Regions from separate parts of the Zea mays genome. Here region 1 is linked to region 2. The links are chromatin contacts, called in public Hi-C maps. All regions are on one chromosome and are shown on one strand. The core of a region is the stretch at or near the end of the contact, and the rest is flanking DNA. Distances in the headings are between cores, read along the strand shown. Region 1 has its middle 86 kb from the start of LOC103638763. Region 2 has its middle 16 kb from the start of LOC100284102.

Region 1 (3,515 bases), core at 329-2,828, 310 kb before region 2:
AACATTATTAGGTAAAAAAGAGTGATCAAGGGCACAACTTGCCTTAGACTCAAGATCCAAAGTACTTTCCCAAGCTGGTCTTCAGATTCTCGTGACCTCACTGCTACTCATAGCAATACATACAAATAAACAAGAAGTACATAAAAATAACAGTACACCAATCACGAGAACAAACAACTTAAGAATATTCTATGCGCTACTACGAGATCATGGGTTTGAGAATCACTGAAATCAGAGTTGTGGTTAAAGAGATATGGTTTTCGGAAGACCTATGTGATTAAGCAATTAAAACTAGGTCTTACGTTGATCTTATAAATCATGTGAGAAAGATAATCTAATGAGATACCTCATTATAACTTGATTAGAGATAATATTTTAGTAAAATTTATAATTATAAACATATTAGCCTCGATTAGAAGAGTTAGTCTAATAAACATAAGTTAAATAAATATCTAATTATGATAGTATGTAGGATGATAGAAATAATGCTTTTAATGTGTAGGAAAATTTATTACGAAGCTAACGCAACTGGAACAGACTAAAACATAGTTAAAATGAAGAAGTTATGGGGTTTTCCAATATCTATGAATTGTTTTTATAATGGAAACCATTTTCAGAATTTATTTATAAGTATATTGCGTATGCTGGGCCGCGAGCATAAATATTCGAGGATTCAGGGTTGTTTTCATTAATTCTAGGGCCTCTCTGTAATGGTTTTAATACTAACCTGGACTACGAGTTGATTTGTAAAGATTCCAGGGTTTTTTAGCAACGTTGTCGCGGCGGCTTACACACGGTCTTGATCTGGCCATTGGATCTGATATCCATGGCAAGAACCAGACCACGAACCGGTATGCAACTGAGGTCGTTGATACGAAGATCGATGACCCATAAAACACCGACGAAGGGATATGCTAGGTTATAATCTTAACCACACCTCAAGATCTGACAGTCATGATTTAAAACAACCAAAAAGTTATACCATCTCTATTCTCAATCGTCTAATAGGGAATACAATGGCACCCGATCCACCCTCACCACACAGGTCGGATGAGGCGGCGTCGCCCCTGCATGCGGCGGCTGGCTAGATTGAAGGCGCTCGACGCCCCCAGCCCCCAAATCCCCACCCAAATAATTCTACACGATGAAGAGAGGATCCAAACTTCATGGATGATTCCTTACCCATGGTTTTGTCATGCCGGACTTCATTCACGGCGAGGAGCGGATCCACGGTGGCTAAATTTCTCTGGTGAGCAATTGGTAGTGCTCTGGTGGACTACGTCGCCCGAGAAGGCCACGACCACATGTAGCGCGCCACCACGAACTGTCTCGAGTACTTCACCGGCATCAGTCTCGTGCCCAGACAAGGAGTAGCTATGGAGACGATCTCCTCTGCTTCACCCGTGGCGGGTCCTGGGTTGGGCTCGACGGGATGGTATGGCTCTGGCGTACCGTATTATATAGCCGTGGAGGAGGACGCCAATGCGTTTGTTGAAGCGCGGGGCCAAAATCCTCGGAGCACCAGTGTTCTCGGCAGCTTTGTTCCCAGGGATGCCTCAGCCAAGGAGGGCCCACCAGTCGGCGAGAAAGCTTGCGCGCGTAGGCTCCGTGTGGCTGGCGCGTGGGAAAGGGAAGCTGGGCCGCGATACTAGGAATTCGGCCCAAAACGCAGGTATGAGTTTGTATTTTTCTTTTTTTCTTTTCTTTTCTTTTCTTTTGTCTTTTAATTTATTTTCAAGTTCAAATCTAGTTTTGATATTCAAATATTTGAATGCCCAAACAAAATACCACATGATGCAAAAATATTTTTTTTATTTTACTATTAGTATTCTGTTATTTTAAGTAAATGCCCCTAAACTTAATTGAGATGCAATACATAATTAACTAATTGGGGTCCCTCTTTATACTACTTATTAAATAAAATGAGTAATAACTTCCTTCAAACCTAAATGTCTATTACCTTTTTATATAAATGATCATGAAATTTTTATTAGGCCTCACTTTTGTATACTTCTTCAAAGAGTATCACAAAGTATATGTTTCAATTAAAAGAATAATGTAACCCCGAGAGGCACTTTTTTTAATCCATTGATTCACAACCTTAATATTTTAATTTTGAGGTAAACATCCTAAAGTACTTCAAATATAACTTTTAGGGTATTACAGTTGTGAATTTGAAGTTCCCAGAGTACATAGAACCTTTGTCTGTGGTAGTGTAGTGAGAATATACAAGACAAGAAGTATGTTGTGAGTTTAACTTATTCAAAAAGAAAATGGAAATTGCTTTAAGAGTTGCACAAATATAACCAATCAATAATAGGCAAATTGCCTCCCTTCTTGTGTATCTTGCCAATGCCTGAAAAATAATAGAACAAGTAGTAGGTTGTGAAAGGTGAAAGATGTTTGTTTTGGTAGGATAGTTGTCTCCATTAGAAAAAGAAGCTTGCCTGAAAGCAGGGGCAGCAGCCACATCCGTGGCCTCTAAACCTTCTTAGCATAAATACTTCTAGCATTCAATACATGTATGTACCCATCACACATGATGCTAGAAACTTCTACCGTAAAAGAAAGACAACAAAAGCATATTACCAATCAATAGATAGTTCTTAAAGGCAAATCATGAGAATTTGATAAAGCATGTTACCAATCAACGGATAGTTCTTAAAGACAAATAATGAGGACTACATTCATCTGATCATGAATCAAAATGATAGCAATGTATATAGTAACCATATACATATTTCTATAAAACAGCCAAACAGCTTACCCCAACACCCAACTTTAGTAACCATATACAAATAAAAATGCAGATCCATCAGAGAGAGGTACCGTGAACGTAGAGTGCACGCGAGCTTCTTTGAGACCTACCAACGACTGGCGCCATCCAAATTTCTCTTACGCTAGAAAAAAACTATTATTTCTCATGATGAAACGGTTCATATTTTCACAAGTACAATGTATATGCAAGTTAGGAAATTTAGATATGAAGAAAAAGTGCCAATACTGTTCTTATTATTGCAGCATAGAGGTCAGCCTGATAGCAACTGCCTTGCGCACGGGGTTGTCCGCATGCTGGTACTTAAAGCACTTGTAATTTGGGCAAGGTAGGTGATAATTAGTATTATTAACAGTCTTTTTGCTTGGTGCACTTATAATGAATAATGAAAGAGATTCCAGTAACATATGAGTAATTCAATAAAGCCACATTAATGAAAGAGATTCATGTGATTTGTGACTTTTTTCCATGAAATTTGCAACATTGTTCTGAGCCTTGATTTGTGATTTTTTTTTCTTCTGATCATCCTTGCTATCATTAGGATCATGTGACTTTTCTTAGTTAACCTACTTGTAGCTGCTGCAATGCCCAAATGCATTTTTGTGGCTATTCTCTAAACAACCCTGCTTTGTAAATCTCTGTGAAGTTCAAATCCTTGCACGAGTGCTTCTAATTTGTGTAGAGGTCCTTGTGTATTTGCAACTCAAGACTTCAAACTCTTACATTCTCTCAAACACTG
Region 2 (3,328 bases), core at 123-2,622:
TGCCTACCTGGATAATCAGAAAGAAGTGTTTCTAGATGGCATAGGCATATGGCAATAAAAACAGGATGGTGGTCGGAAAAGTGCTAAAGCAAAGTTTGGCTAAGACAGTAACCTGCTGTTGAGCTCGATCACGGTGGTGTTGAGAAGATTGGAAGACAATGCCTTGCCGTTTCAAAAGTACGTTGATGGCCAGCAAGAGTCACCATATACAAGTTCATGTCGTCGTCAGATTAGTAAGCCCTGTTTTAATTAAACCCCCGGTGATCCAATGGACAATACTCCTATACATTTTGCTTTTAGACATGCATGTCCCGTTGTCTTATAAGCACCATACACCAAACTGGAACAATCATTGCTGCTAATGGCATTGGTAGGTAAGCAAATCAGAACTGGCGATATGCAAACTAGTTAAGCCTACGAAGCCTAAAATCGTAAAGAACATTATCGCGTACGTGTGCATACGCTTAGATGTCGGCGTTAGCACAAAAATATATATACTCATAGACGATGCATGCATGTCTGTATTCAAGTTCCAAATATACTCATAGATGAATGAACACAAGGGTATGGGCATATGACAAATAAAACCTAAAATTAGCTACTATTTTAATAGAGTATTATCGATCGAACCAAATTAAACGTCTCTATACAAGGCCAAAGGGATTGACCGACAGTACCAGAAACCTCACAACCACATGTAACTACTGGCATTATTTGTGGCATCACTATACATAAACATATTGCTATCATATCTCGACACACACAAGAAAAAAAGAAAGGCGCGAAAGGCAATGGCGTCACTTCGTCACGCAATGAAAAGACCTGCTCACTAAAGTATACCCCCCGTGGACAAGTGCACTATTCTTGTCCTCACGCGCGCTCTTGAGCGACGTAAAAAAAAACCTTTAACATGATAGTAATCTCACAGAAAAAAGAAAAGGCGCGAAATCTCAAATCAACGCTTCGAAATCCAAGGCTTTCTGCGTGCAAAATTTCCGATGAATGAAAAAGAGTGGGCAGGAATTGGAGCGACTCCATGGCATATATAGTTTTCCACACGAGAAGACGACTATTTCTGAATAAAGAAAGGGGCCCTATATATCTATCTCCTCTCCCTGCTACTATCGCCCTACGATGGTTGTTGACGTGTGCTACTTGGCGAACAAATTTTTTTGCAGCCAGACGACAGCAATCGCACCCCGAAATTCGACAGGATAATCCTGCATGGAGACGCAATCGGACGCAAAAAGGAAGGTTCGCCGTCAGCACGATGCATCATGCATGCCTGAAGCTTTAGGGCTCTCTCTCTGTGTGTGCAGTTTAAAGAAACTCACTCACCTCGATCTGTATCTGTATATATAAATACGTCGTCGTCGTCGTCCCCTTCCCTCGGTCCCTTCATCGATCGAAGAGTCCCTCTTTAGATTTAGAGGAGGAAGAGGATACGACAACAGCTAGCTTCCAAACCATCTCCTCGTCATTTGCAACTTTAACTTCGGAGGGAGAGCTACCCTGCAACAGCTATTAGCTTCCATTCCAATCATGCAGAGAGACGACATGGCGACGTTGGTGTGCCACACGCTCGGCGCAGCAGACTTGGCGAGCTTCTACTTCGTCACACCGCACCACCATCACGGCTCGCTCGCCCAGGGGCCGTCGTCCTGCCCGGGCACCGCGGCTGGCGGTGGCCACGGCGCCGGCGCGAGCATGCTCGCGGGCGAGCTGGAGCAGCAGGAGCAGGCGGCCGCAGGCGCCGCGGCGCGCGACGAGCGGAAGGCGAGGCGGCAGGCGTCGAACCGCGAGTCGGCGCGGCGCGCGCGCGCCCGGCGGAGGGGGCAGCTCGACGAGCTGTCGTCGCGCGTCGCCGCGCTCCGCGCCGCGAACGCGCGGCTGGCCGTGGAGCTGAGCCGCGTGGCGGCCGCGCGCGCGCGGGAGGCGCGGGAGAACGCGCGGCTCCGGGCCGAGGCAGGCGCCCTGCGGGAGAGGCTCGCGGCAGCCGAGGCTGCGGCGGCGGCGGCGGCCACGGCCAGGTGCGCGTCGTCCCGGAAGGAAGGCGCCGGCGATGAGGAAGCGGCGACGCCCACGGCCGACGAGACGACTAGCTAGGCACGTGTTCGGCGGCTAAGATGACGTATAGTAATTCACTAAGCTACTAGGACAAGAAGAGGAAGGCCAGATTGTATGTCGTATGTAGTCGCCGAGCTCATTAATTCTGAACCTCCGGATACTCCATCCGGCGATCGTCCACAAAGACAAAGGTCAAGATCATACGACTGATGGTTTTGGAATCTAGCTAATACGATCACGAGGCCCTGTTATACAACTGAATTGCTTCATTTGCGATTAGCATAGCCATGGTAAAGCATGACCTGTAGCCTTTAGGGCTAGTTTGAAGCCACAAAATCGAAAAGTATTGGAAGGACTAAAAATCACCTTCTTATTCAAGTTCCTCTGATCTCTTTCGATTTTGTGCCTCTCAAACGAAAACTGATCAACAAATTATGGGCCTGGACATCATTCGCTAATAGGCTCAAAAGCGCCCAGTATATGCAGAACAGGATAGTGGCAACGTCCAGTATTTGTGGTCTGTTGGTTTGCTGCCCATCCTGTTGCCACAGTTTGTACATGTGGATCGGTAACATGCATAGCCAGATCAACAACCACCACGAGTCCACGAGGAACACACCCGCCGGATGTATAGAGAAATCCCCAGTCATTTCCAACACAGCTAGCACAGATACAATGCATCCAAATCAGAATTCCTCGCTGACCATTGAGGTCGCCATCACTCAGGAGTCGGGACTCAGGACATGATCAAAATATGGTCCCAGGTTTCAGCGTATCATATCCATGGTTCATCCAGTATCGGGGAACAGATATGAGGCCCTATTCACAGCTTATTCGGTTAGAGGTAAATTGATAGAGATTATAGGAAGTTAAATTTTTTACAAGTCAAAATTGATCATAAATACCAAAGTTAAAATTTTCATTTTAAATTTGACAAATTCTTATGCAATTTTTGACAGCCGAAATTCAAAAAAAATTGTCAACAACAAAATTTCATAACTTTTATGTTGGTGGTTTTTTCATGCGAAGTCATTTAAAAAAAATCAGGATAAAAATTATTTCTAGCTGCGATTTCTTAAGAAAACCGTTTGTAGAAACTGATTTCTACAACTGTTTCCTCAAGAAAACTGCGGTTAGAAATCGTGGATTTCTACAGACGAATTCTTATGGAACCATTGGTAAAAATATAATTTCCACATACGGTTTTTTTAAGAAATCACCACTATTAAACCAGCCTCACGCCATGCCTACCGCTTCAGGC

The links. A called contact is a pair of places that touch in the nucleus more often than the background predicts.
Region 1: a Hi-C map of bundle sheath shows a contact between it and region 2, with 4 times the contacts expected there. The contact joins two enhancer-like sites. A contact is called at or near these places in 3 of 25 Hi-C or Micro-C datasets (bundle sheath, ear and tassel).

What each region holds. Positions count from the first base shown.
Region 1 is chr9:103,377,709-103,381,223 of Zm-B73-REFERENCE-NAM-5.0, reverse strand. No RefSeq gene overlaps it. Among protein-coding and RNA genes, the nearest start is that of LOC103638763, 86 kb to the right of the region's middle. Within about 2 kb of position 1,578, at least 18 of the 20 cell types and tissues checked have an H3K27ac peak or open chromatin away from gene starts, as enhancers often do. A contact at or near this core is called in bundle sheath, where this site is marked.
Region 2 is chr9:103,065,930-103,069,257 of Zm-B73-REFERENCE-NAM-5.0, reverse strand. No RefSeq gene overlaps it. Among protein-coding and RNA genes, the nearest start is that of LOC100284102, 16 kb to the right of the region's middle. Within about 2 kb of position 1,372, at least 11 of the 20 cell types and tissues checked have an H3K27ac peak or open chromatin away from gene starts, as enhancers often do. A contact at or near this core is called in bundle sheath, where this site is marked.